Regions from separate parts of the Sus scrofa genome. Here all the other regions are linked to region 1. Evidence: chromatin contacts called from public Hi-C and HiChIP or PLAC-seq data. All regions are on one chromosome and are shown on one strand. Each heading gives the region's core, a stretch centred on a gene start, on an enhancer-like site or on the middle of the called end of the contact. The rest is flanking DNA. Distances are from core to core; before and after follow the strand shown. Region 1 holds the start of SYS1 (protein SYS1 homolog). Region 2 overlaps WFDC3 (WAP four-disulfide core domain protein 3). Region 3 holds the start of SNX21 (sorting nexin-21). Region 4 holds the start of ZNF335 (zinc finger protein 335).

Region 1 (2,959 bases), core at 190-2,689:
CATCCTCTTTTTTTTTTTTTTTTAAGGGCCGCACCTGCGGCATATGGAAGTTCCCAGGCTGGGAGTCAAACTGGACCTGTAGCTGCTGGCCTACACCACAGCCACAGCAACGCCAGATCAGAGCCATGTCTGTGACCTACGCCTCAGCTTGTGGCAATGCCCCTGGCTCCTTAACCCATTCAGCAAGGCCAAGGACCAAGCTTGTGTCCTCATGGCTAGTAGTCGGATTTGTCACTGCTGAGCCATGATGGGAATCCTGACTTACTCTTGATAGAGTATCAAGGTTCTTTACTTTTGTCTGAAATTGTATCAGCTCAAGGTGCTATCATGCTTATCACATGCTGTTCAGAAATTCTGATGTGCAAGTGACATGGGTCTTTGATAAAGTTGTTTTAACTGGGAAGTAATTAAAGGAGAGTAGATTAAATGATGTAAAACATTAATCTTGTCTAACTTTACGTTTCAGAAACAGGGAAGCTGAGGTTTAAAGAAGGAAGTGTACTAGTCACACAACTAGTACAGCAGGCTCTAAAACCTGGATTTTTTTTTTTCCTGGAACCAGTTACTTCCCTTCTTTCCATTCCGGAAAAGGAAAACCTAGGATCAATGAAATTGAGGGGTTTTGGTCCGCTGAGGCAGGAATGAAATGATTCATCAATTTGCTGTTGCCCTTTCTCTATTCTTGACTCATTCAGCAAATATTTACTGACTGTCCACACTATTTAGACTCAGAAGAGAAGTCATGGTGAGCAAGACATGCTCACAGTCAGGGTGGCAGGCAGAATGTGGATATGCTTCTAGGTATGAATTCAGAACCTCTGCTTCCTCCCCCTTAATAAATACATATGGATATATAAATATAAATGGATACATTATAAAACACCCAGTACTTTGCCTTCTAACACAGTGAGTTTGTCTGAGAGCAGAGCTGTTTCATTTGAAAGTGTCCAAATCTTCCTAACCACTCTATAGGCCCGAAATCAATGCTGTGGTGTTGGGCACAGCTGAATTCTAATTTTGATTGCCACTGTCTTTGAGACAGTATGTTGCTTTCCTTCTCTGACCCTTAGTTTTATCTAAGGAAACAGGGGCGAAATCATGTGTGGAATTGCTGGCAGGTTCATTTTAAGTCACCCCGGACTTTAGGCGAAAGAAAACGCTGGGAATCTAGGTTGAAAACAGAGTCGACGTAATCAATCCCTTAATTCCCAGACTTTCCCTCGCCCACGGCCACCCCTCTATCTTCCACCCCAGCTACCCTACTTTCCCCAAGATCCCCCTCTAGAGGGCACGCAAGCTCCACCGCGCTCACGCCTCACTTCCGTTCGCCTTCATTCTTTATTGTGCGCATGTGCATACTTCGGTTCGGGGCCGCCCTAAAACCCGCCCCCACCCCTGCTTTAGGGGGCTCCGCCGAAGACTGCACCCCTACGCCTGCGCAATCTCAGCCCCGCCCCCTACGCTGTTCCCGGAAACGCTTCCTTCCTACGTATCCGCTGCTGCCTCGGCCGCCGCTGGAGCTTTGCCTCTCTAGGCCTGTAGGGACTCTTCTCCATGGTTCTGCCTGTCAGCACTGCTTCGGGGGCCAGCCGGTGAGACTGGGCCGCACTCGGACGCTTTGATTCTCGAGTCCGACACTGGTGAGTGAACTTCAGAGAAGCTCGAGGACGGGCGGGGCTCGAGCAGCCGTAACGGGCAGGACTTCCCCTCAGTTCGGTAATGGGTCTGTCCGTCCTGCCCTCCCCCCCATTCCGGGAATGGGCTCGCCCCCTCCGTCCCAGCCCCTCCTCCTGGGCGGGGCGATGTTGCCATGGTGACGGCCGGCTGGCTGAGGCCCGGCGTGTGTGTGTCCTCGCAGGTGCCGGGGCTGCCCGGGGCCCATGGCGCGGCGGCGGCGGCGCTGACCCAGGCCCGGGCGGCAGCAGTGCCCCGCGAGCCGGCATGGCGGGCCAGTTCCGCAGCTACGTGTGGGACCCGTTGCTGATCCTGTCACAGATCGTCCTCATGCAGACTGTCTATTACGGCTCGCTAGGCCTGTGGCTGGCGCTGGTGGACGGGCTGGTGCGCAGCAGCCCCTCGCTGGACCAGATGTTCGACGCCGAGGTAGGGTCCCTGGGCCGACGCGGGCGGGGTCTCGGCTTCACGAGGTGGTCTGTCACTAATGGCTGTAGACCTCACTGGGCTACCTTCTCACTTTGTGGCTCTGGGAAAGGGATATCACTTTCCGAACCTCGGCTGCCCCATCCGTAAAATGGAATGACTCATAACGGGAAGGCAGACTGGTACAAAGGAAAGGCCCTGGGTGTTAGAATAAACAGACCTGCGTTCCAGGCAGTCTGATACATCTCCTTGCTGACACTGAGAAAGTGACTTCACTTCTCTGAGCCCTAGATTTCCAGGTATCAAACTGGGGAGGGAGGAATGGATAAAAGATCATTCACGGAGGTAGAGTGGGAACTACCTGGGCTTTGGAGTCAGGACTCTGTTTAACTCCCATGTATTAGCCATGTGACCTTGGGAAAGTATCCTCACCTCTCTGAACTTCAGTTTTCCTGTCTGCAAAATCATAAAATCAGTATCAGAAAGGTGGCAGACTGCAGAGAGCCTGTACTTTGGATTCAGAAAAGCTTAGGGTCCAGTCTAGACCCCAGCATTCTAACTGTGGGACTTGGGCAAGTTATTTCACCTTTCTAAACTTATTTCCTCTTTGGACTACAGTAATCCTCAACAAAATGTTTTGAGGCCCAGAGGGTGCTTTAGGGAGTTCCCGTTGTGGGTTACGAACCCAGCTAGTATCTACGAGGATGCAGGTTTGATCCCTGGCCTTGCTCAGTGGACTAAGGATCCGGCATTGCCGTGAGCTGTGGTGTAGGTTACAGATGTGGCTGGGATCCTGTGTTGCTGTTGCTGTAGCTGTGGTGCAGGCCGGCAGCTGCAGCTCCCATTCTACCCCTAGCCT
Region 2 (2,957 bases), core at 339-2,838, 300 kb after region 1:
TAAAGATCCGTGTTGCTGTGGCTGTGGCGCAGGCCAGCAGCTCCAGCTCCGATTTGATCCCAGACTTGGGAACTTCCATATCCTGCAAGCACGGCCATAAAAAGAAAAGAAAAGAATAAAGTAGAACAAGAAGCTGAAGCCTAGGAACTCCTCACACTTTGTCTTTACCGTTGCCCCAGTTCCAAACTTCCGCTAGGGAAGGACATGGCAGAAATGTGAAATTTCAAAACTTTTTAGGCCAAGAAGGTCCTTCTGAGCCCTCAAACCCACTTCCCTTCTCTTGTAAATAGACAGACAGACATGTAGAAATAGGAGGGACTGGTCACAGAATTGGGTCAAACCTAAGCCACAGCCACAGCAACATGGGATCCAAGCCTCGTCTTCGACCTACACCACAGCTCTTGGCAACGCGGGATCCTTAACCCACTGAGCAAGGCCAGGTATCAAACCCACGTGCTCTGGATACTGGCCACAGCGGGAACTCCCAGTCTAGTGCCCTTTAACCCACATCGTTATGATCCCCTCCGTTCCCACAAGGATCAAAGACAAATCAACGGTGACATTCAGCTCAATTCTGCCACAAAAGAAGATCGTGGTTGACTGTTTAAGAGGTTGGGGAAACTTATAAACCAGTGTGTCCAGAGCCCCCAGGACAACTCCTAGGTTCGGGCATTCACTAGGACTCACAGAGCTTGGCACACAGTTGTACGCATGGCCATGATTTATTACAGCCCCCAAACACAAAGCAGGAATTCCCGCTGTGGCACAATGGAATTGGCGGCGTCTCTGCAGCACCAGGATGAGGATTCAATTCCCCGGGGTAGGTTGCAACTGAGGCTCGGAAGTCATCCCTGGCTGCCCTTGACCTCCATATGCCAAGGAGCAGAAAAAAAAAAAAAAAATTCACAAAGCACAATCATCAGAGGGAAGAGGTCCATGAGGCAAAGTCCAAAGGAATCAGGCACAAGCTTCCAAGAGCCGTCTCCCAGGGGAGTCTCCCAGGATGCACTTTGTCCCTCCAGCACGGAGCTGTGACAACACGTGCCGAGTGCCCTGTACCAGGGAAGCTCATTAGTGACTCCAGGTTCTTCCTGGGGACTGGTCACATGGACACTCTCTGCCTGGCACGTACCACTCTTATTGGTTAGGGTGGTAGGAACCTTCTCAAAATCCAAATGCCCAGAAGCCAGCCAAGGTGATGTTGTGAGCAGGCCTTTCTGAGATCAATCTCAGGCCTGCTGTGGTAACTCTGCTGTACAACCAGCAGTGAGGTTTCAGGAAAAGGCGACCCCCCACACACAGGGAGCCCAGACCATCAGTCCATACAAAGGACATAATGCCCACACTGTAAGAAGCAAAACACGGGGGCCCGGGGGATGAAGGAGAGTCAACTTCCACACAATGGGAGGGGGCCATGCGGAAGCCAAAGGGGACAAGTCTTAGGCCATGGTCTGGATCTTCACTCCAGATCCTCCCTCTCTCAGAGTTGTCCCCTGCTCTGTACAGAGGACCGCTCTCACCCAGCACCCTTCTTAACACTTCCTCTTCCTCAGCACCCACTTCTGCTAACTTCTTTCCCCAGTCCAGTCAGCTCCACCTTCAAAAGTGCTACACGTCTGCCACTTTTCCACATCTGCTCTGTCACTGCCCTACCCTGGTCCCAGCCCTGCCTGCCACCAGGGCCCCTTAACTGGCCTGTCATCTACTGCCCTCCCCTGTCCATTCTTCACACATCAGCAGAGTGCTCTTTTTGGGTTTTGTTTTTTGTTTTTGTTTGTTTGTTTTGTTTTTGTTTTTGTTTTTGTCTGAAAAAAGAAATTACTGTTGTTTAGAAGCCACCTAGTCCATGGTACTCTGTTACACCAGCCCAAATGGACGGACACTGTGTTACCACCCTAGGAGATAAATATCCTTATCTCCATTTTAAGGATGATAAAAGTGAGGTTCAGAGAGATGAAAAAAACTTGCCCAGGAGCTCCCACTGTGGCTCAGTAGGTTAAGAACCTGGCTAGTATCCATGAGGATGCAGGTTTGATCCCTGGCCTCACTCAGCGGGTCAGGGATCTGGCATTGCAGTGAGCTGTGGTGTAGATCGCAGATGCAGCTCGGATCCTGTGTTGCTGTGGCGTAGGCCAGCAGCTGTAGCTCCAATTAGACCCCTAACCTGGGAACTTCCATATGCTGTGGGTGCAGCCCTAAAAAGACCAAAAAAAAAAAAAAAAAAAAAAGACAGAAAACCCTTGCCCAAGGCCACATAGTAAGAGAGCAGAGGAGCCAGGATTCAGACCCACCCACGCTAAGACCAGAACTGCCTCAGGGGAGCAGGTCCCAGGATGTGCCCTGTGCCCTCAGGCACCATGCCAACTGTCCACCTTACTTATCAAACAGACAGCACAGGCCTCAGTAAAGCTCTGGCAAATCAGGGCTAAAAGAAAGCAGAAAGTGTTCAGAGCCGGAAGGAGAAGAGCAGCCAGTCCTGCTGGGTGAGTGGCCCAGCCCTCCTCCCCAGGACTGGAGCCAGAGAAAAGTAATTAACTAATAACCCAGCAGCCAATATCACTTCCCACCAGATTAGGAACCCTCTGGACCAGGGGGCTCCAGGAGATCTCAGGGAGGTCCCTGTTCTAGCCTGCCTGGCTCAAAGGAAAGAGGAAGCCCTGCCTGGGCTGGCTGGCCAGGGCCCAGAACAGCTCACAGAGGTGCCTGGCCTGAGTGCCAGCCTCACCCTCAGCCCCAAGGCCATTCAGCCATCACCTTCAAACACTGGGAAGATTGTGCCAGGCCCCACGAGCTGACAGTGAGTAATCGCGTGAGACAGATTGCCAGGCTCTGGTTCCAGAGTTGGACCTCAAGAGTCCTGGCAAGGAGGACAGCCCTCTATTCTCCGTTATGGGCAGGCTGCCCAAGGGAGCTGCCGAAGCCAGCCACAGACAGAGGGGAAAGGGCCTGTGACCTGG
Region 3 (2,841 bases), core at 183-2,682, 350 kb after region 1:
AGGACACAGTGGAACCTTAAGAAATGAGAGCCCTTTGACATTCCCTTTGTGGCCCAGCGGATCAAAGACCTGACACTGTTTCTGTGAGGATGCAGGGGCAATCCCTGGCCTGGCTCAGCGGGTTAAGGAACCAGCATTGCCCCAAGCTGTCTGTGGCATAGCTCGGAGATGCAGCTTGGATCAGGTGCTGCAGTGGCTCCAGCTGCAGCTCTGATTCGACCCCTAGCCAGTGACTTCCATATGCTGCAGGTGTGACTGTAAAAATCCAAAAAAACACAGGAGAGCCTTACCCCTTCAGGGTGTGTTCCATTCAAAGCTATTCCTCCACCCCTCTCTCCCAAGCCAATGAAAAAAGGTAGAAGCTACCATCAGAGAGATTTTACCTGTTTTGTTTGTTTGTTCGTTTTGTCTTTTCAGGGCCATACCCGCAGCATGTGGAGGTTCCCAGGCTAGAGGTCTAATTGGAGCTACAGCTGCTGGCCTACACCACAGCCACAGCAATGCCAGATCCAAACTGCGTCTGTGACCTACACCACAGCTCACAGCAACACCGGATCCTTAACCCACTGAGCAAGGCCAGGGAGAGAACCCGAAACCTCATGGTTCCTAGTCAGGTTTCCACTGTGCCACGATGGGAACTCCTTACCTGTTTGATTGTATAACTAGCAATATCTGCCCTGCTAGGCCTTTTGACAGGAAACAACAATAAATTTTTGACCTGCTGCTGCCCTCTGGATAAAAGATAAAAACCCAGCTCCCTAAAGTAGTTGCTGAAATGACTGGGCTTGCAGCACCAGAACAGAACAAGACATGGAACTCAGGAGACCTGGGCTGCAAGGCCCCACACTCAGAAACCCCTGGCAAGCTGTGTGACTTAAGGCAAGTAACTCAGCCTCTCTGAGTCTCAGTTTCCCCTTTGGTCTACTTCAAATAAGATAATAAAAGCACGTGAACACGCAGAAACAATAGTCGTTGTGTAACTGATTAGAGTCCCTGCTCTGTGCCAGACCCTGGGTCCACACAAGAGCTGCAAAATTCATTCTGGTAGTGATTGTTTGTGTTTTACATATGAGAAAACCTAGGCTCAGCGAGGTCAGGGGTCAGATTCCTTCGGAGATCGGGTGGCTTCTCTAGGCCTCGGTTTCCTCACAGGAGAGATGGGCTTCCTACTGCTGTGTAATGACTTTGGAAAGTTAGCTGAGTGGAAATTGGAGGATAGGCAGGCGGCCAGCGTGGGGCTCCCCGAGGGGTGGAAGGATTCAAGGAGGGTGTGGGTCCCTCCGGACTGGGGACGCTCCGCCTGGAGGCCTGGGCCCGCCCAGGCCTACCCAGGATTCCCAAATCCCTCCTGCAGCGAAGGGCCCGGGATTCCCGGGCGGCTCGGAAGGCGGGCGGGGCCGGAGGCGGGGCGGCGGCAGGAAGGGGCCGGAGCGGCGCTCTGAGCGGCCCGAGCCCGGCGGAGCCGGGCTGGCCTCGGTTGGCCTTGGGCAGCCACCCGGGGTTGCAGGGGGACCCAGGGGAGCGGGACACCCCACAGTGCACCGCGGGGCGCAGGAGGCAGAGACTCGCAAGGGGGCGAAACAGGCGCCGGGTGAGTCGCGAGACCCCCACGGGCAGGGGCGGGGCCTCCGCGGCGCCCCTCCCTCCCCGATCTGGGCCCCGCCCCCCTCCTCCCTGCGCCGGGGCCGGGGTCAGCCTCCCGGCCCGGGACCCAGAGTCGCGCGCTCCCCCCGGGGTGCCATGGCCTCGAGGCTCCTGCACCGGCTGCGGCACGCCCTGGCCGGCGACGGCCCCGGGGAGGGGGCGGCCGGCCCCGAGGCCGAGCAGTTCCCTGAGAGCTCGGAACTGGAGGACGACGACGCTGAGGGCCTGTCGTCCCGCCTCAGCGGCACCCTGAGCTTCACCAGCGCCGAGGACGACGAGGACGAGGACGAAGAGGACGACGAGGAGGCCGGCTCCGACCCGCTGGCCTCCGGGGACCGGGCGGCGGGAGAAGACACAGGCAAGTGCGGGAGGATGGAGGCGGGGACACTGGGGCTCGATTAGGCCTCCACCCCAGCCGCGTTCCCGAGTTGATCCAGCCGAAACTCAGACAGTTGTTTAAGTGCCCCAGCCGCCTCTTGGCTGTGTGACCTTCAGAGAGGCACACCACCTCTCTGAGCAGAGTTCCCTTTTGTCAAATCGAAGAAGTCACTTCCATCTCAGGGTTGTTAAGGGAATGAAATGTACGGGGTCTCGGATGCAAATGTGCCAGCGATGTTTGGGGGTGGAGATATTTAACGCCTGCTGTCTGTCGGGCAGGTGTTTGGCCCCGGGCCCCTCTCTGGCCCTCCATTTCTGTGTATGTCAAATGGGGGTAAAGCCTTTGTCATTTGTTGGGGGAATGAGTGAGGTCACCACACAGTAACTTCTGTCGAACCTGCCCCCAGGCCCATCCTGTTCTCATGCAGACCGGAGTCCCCCACCTGATGGGCAGCGAGGCAGTCAGCTCCTGACACGGCAGTTGCAAGATTTTTGGAAGAAGTCCCGGAACACCCTGGTACCCCAGCGGCTCCTCTTTGAGGTGACCAGCGCCAACGTGGTCAAAGACCCACCCTCCAAGTACGTGGTGAGTGAGGGCCCAGGAATTCCTGGGCTATGTATGAGTCTAGAAATCTGGCTAAGAGAAAGTAGGGAAAGCTCCAGCTTCCTGGGGGGCTGCGAAGTTATAAATGGCAGCTCCATTGTACAGATGGGGAAACTGAGGTCAGAAAGGGGATGAAACCCGAGCAAGAGATTATGGACCCATCCTATCCTGGGGTTTGAGACTAAGACCTGGTGTGTGTGTCCCTGCCCCCAGGG
Region 4 (2,700 bases), core at 105-2,604, 470 kb after region 1:
CTAGGTTTCACCTGCATCTCTAAGAGTGAGGAGAGTGGGTAGTGCAGGAGCTCAGCCCGCAGTCTAGATCTGAATCCTGGCTCTGTGCCTCAGTTTCTTTCTCTGTGAGATGTGGGAAAGACTGATATATGCCTTACAAGGTATGAGAGCCAAAAGAGAAAATTCAAGCCAGGGGCTTGGCACGGTGTCTGGCTCACAACAAACCATAAACAAATATTGGTTATAAGCAAGCCTTGCTGGCTTCCCCTTGGAAGCTGCTGCCTCCCCCCAACGCCGGCCATACCAGAGAGCTGCTACCGCGGTCCGAGCTCTGACCCACGCGGGAGTCGTCGGCCTCCGCCGGCCCCGGGGCGGCCGCCGCGTCGCTGCTGTCGGCCGACACGGCTTCCGAGGTGCCCACACCCAAGCCGCTCTCAGAGGGCTCTTCGGGCTGGCCAGGCCCAGGGGCCGCGTCGCTACTGCTCTCCACCTCGTTCTCTTCCATTGGTTCCGGGGGAGGCCTGACAGGAGGGCGCAGGATCTGGGGCCTTCACTCTGCGAGAAGCGGTGACGGGGGCTGGAACAGGTGGGCCTCCTCCTCGGCCCCGGCCATCGCGGCCCACCCAGCTGCACCCATGCGCCCATTTCGCAGATGCAGAGACCGAGTAGCCGGCGGGGCGGGGCTTTCTAGTGTACCGCGAGGGGAGCTTCGGGAAAACAGAACCAGGAAGCCTTGCTTCCCCGTCTCGGGCTCCTTCCCCATCCCCGGGAGGGTCGTCAATGGCGGGTAATCTTGACCCTTTTCTCCTCCCCTCCATGATTCCAGCAGAGTGGTTCACTCTACGGGGCCCGATCAGGCTCAGTGGTTCAGCCCTTTGGTCCCCCAAGTCCCCCCGGGGGAAGGGTCGGTGGTACAGCCCGCAGGCCCCCTGGGTCAGCAGCTTGCTCCCCCCCTCCCCTGGTTCGCGTGCGGAGGGGGCTGACAGCGACGGTCCCGGGGCCTGGAGACTCGGGGCTGTCCCCGGCGCTGCCTGCGCTCCAGGCCCGACGCCATCTTGTGGTGGCGCCGAGTTTCCGCTCAGGCAAGTCCGAGAGCAACTAAAGGGCCTGGGACCCCGGGGCCCTGTTCGGACAGCCCCGCCGGGCTCGGCACCTCGCTGCCGGGTATCCCCGCATTGTGGCCTCACTTCACGGAAGGGTGCAGTGGGGCGACCTGACTCTACCCGACGCTCACCTGACGCTTCCGTAACCGCGTTCCTCCCCGACTCCGGCATCGACGAGGTCGCCATCCTCTTTCCCCCGTTGCGGAGGGACCCATCGGTGTATTGCAGGCCGGAACTACTTCCTACGCCGGCCCGGAGAAAGACAGGCTTCCAGTGTGCTGGAAGGTGGTTCCGAGGCCTCAAAAGTATACTAGAGCCCTAAGAGAATGTAGAATTTTTTATAGCGCTTAGTACCGGTGGTGGAGTCAGCTATGGTTTGGGGACTACTTTCTCTCGCGGCGGATGAATACCTAGGAGTTGTGTGACGTCATCCCTGGGTCCCTTCCTTGGGCCGCAGGGCTGGGCGCGGCTAAGGCTGGCCCCACTTCCGGGGGCGTGACTCCCAGTGGCCTGTCCACGCCCTTCCCGGAACAGTCCGAATGGAGTGCGACTGGCTTGGCGGGAGGGAGGTATCTGTTATGCGTCCTTTCGCCTGGCTTTTAACCAATTACTTTGCATTCTCATCGTACCCAATCAAATCTTTCCCGATTAGGTTTGACGTGTCCTGGGAGGAGGGGAGCGTATAATCCTGGTTTTACAAATGGGGAAACTGAGGCCCCGAGATGGGAGGTGGCTGGTCCAAAGTCACATCAAGTATAGGGATTCTGAATGCAAACCCGAATGGCCAGAGTTGGAGAAATGGAGATGAGTGAGTGCCTGGCCCTTCTTGAGCTTTGGACACAGATTTGTTACATAATAGAGATGGAGGTCAAGCTACCTCCACAGCCCTTCTCTGCTCAATATATGTAGATGTATTTAGAAGTCTGCAGCTTTTCAGAAAGGTACGACTTTCCCCTTCTGATGCTTGAAATGCCACCTTTGGCAGTACCCTCTGTTTAAGCCTTTTTCGCATTTTGCTCAGGAGACTGGTTCTCCGGTTTGTCCCAGAGTCTTGTTGCATAAGTTGTTTTCATCAATTGAAAAATACAAATGGGGAAGGGGGCGGTGGGAGAAATCTAAACCCCTGCAAAGAAAACCTGCTTAAAAAGACAGGGTGTTTCAGCTATTATGGTTTGTTGTACTGAGTATGAGGGGGTTTCCCTGGTCTTTTCCTAGGAGCAGGTTTTGGTAGGAGGAAGACAGCATGAGGCCTCTGGATTGGCTCTGCCCACTCGCAACCACTACCCCCCATTCAGCAGTTCCAGGCTCCCAGAGCAGCCCTAGAGAGCTGGATAAACAAGGGCATGATAGCAGGTTGGTTTGCTCCCCACTAGGCAGTTTTTCCAATCTGATTCCTCAGTCCTACAGAGCCACCTCCAATCCCCATTCCACGCCACTGGGATGTATCCTGCCAAGCGACCTCCCTCAAGGACATCCGGGTACTGAGGAGTACCTCCACAGCACCTATTCCATTCCCAACCCAACGAAGGCACAGTCCTAACCTTGGCCTTTGCCACCAAATCATAAGGTTGCAGAATGTCATGATATAGAAAATAACCGCCTCATCAAGGAGCTCAAG

What was found. A called contact is a pair of places that touch in the nucleus more often than the background predicts. HiChIP or PLAC-seq counts read pairs in DNA pulled down with a chosen protein or histone mark.
Region 2: a contact with region 1 is called in an H3K27ac HiChIP or PLAC-seq map of alveolar macrophages. The contact joins the enhancer-like site here to the promoter of SYS1 in region 1. A contact is called at or near these places in 2 of 5 promoter capture datasets (fetal skeletal muscle and liver), 8 of 47 Hi-C or Micro-C datasets (brain, embryonic fibroblasts, fetal skeletal muscle and 4 more) and 2 of 2 datasets of contacts at active chromatin or transcription factors (alveolar macrophages and skeletal muscle).
Region 3: a Hi-C map of liver shows a contact between it and region 1, with 4 times the contacts expected there. The contact joins the promoter of SNX21 here to the promoter of SYS1 in region 1. A contact is called at or near these places in 1 of 5 promoter capture datasets (fetal liver), 4 of 47 Hi-C or Micro-C datasets (embryonic fibroblasts, heart right ventricle, liver and 1 more) and 1 of 2 datasets of contacts at active chromatin or transcription factors (alveolar macrophages).
Region 4: an H3K27ac HiChIP or PLAC-seq map of alveolar macrophages shows a contact between it and region 1. The contact joins the promoter of ZNF335 here to the promoter of SYS1 in region 1. A contact is called at or near these places in 1 of 5 promoter capture datasets (liver) and 1 of 2 datasets of contacts at active chromatin or transcription factors (alveolar macrophages).

What each region holds. Positions count from the first base shown.
Region 1 is chr17:47,684,745-47,687,703 of Sscrofa11.1, forward strand. SYS1 (protein SYS1 homolog) reads left to right here and starts at 1,440. Exons shown (of 4, transcript XM_005672967.3): 1 at 1,440-1,640; 2 at 1,859-2,103. The coding sequence starts at 1,942. DBNDD2 (dysbindin (dystrobrevin binding protein 1) domain containing 2) reads left to right here and starts at 1,476. Exons shown (of 6, transcript NM_001243672.1): 1 at 1,476-1,640; 2 at 1,859-2,103.
Region 2 is chr17:47,981,808-47,984,764 of Sscrofa11.1, forward strand. All of the region lies in intron 1 of WFDC3 (WAP four-disulfide core domain protein 3), which reads right to left. Among named protein-coding and RNA genes, the nearest start is that of DNTTIP1, 11 kb to the right of the region's middle. Within about 2 kb of position 1,589, at least 15 of the 83 cell types and tissues checked have an H3K27ac peak or open chromatin away from gene starts, as enhancers often do. A contact at or near this core is called in alveolar macrophages, omental adipose tissue and retroperitoneal adipose tissue, where this site is marked.
Region 3 is chr17:48,032,176-48,035,016 of Sscrofa11.1, forward strand. SNX21 (sorting nexin-21) reads left to right here and starts at 1,433. Exons shown (of 3, transcript XM_013985408.2): 1 at 1,433-2,002; 2 at 2,430-2,608. The coding sequence starts at 1,741.
Region 4 is chr17:48,151,897-48,154,596 of Sscrofa11.1, forward strand. ZNF335 (zinc finger protein 335) reads right to left here and starts at 1,355. Exons shown (of 27, transcript XM_021077367.1): 1 at 1,214-1,355; 2 at 284-534. The coding sequence starts at 484.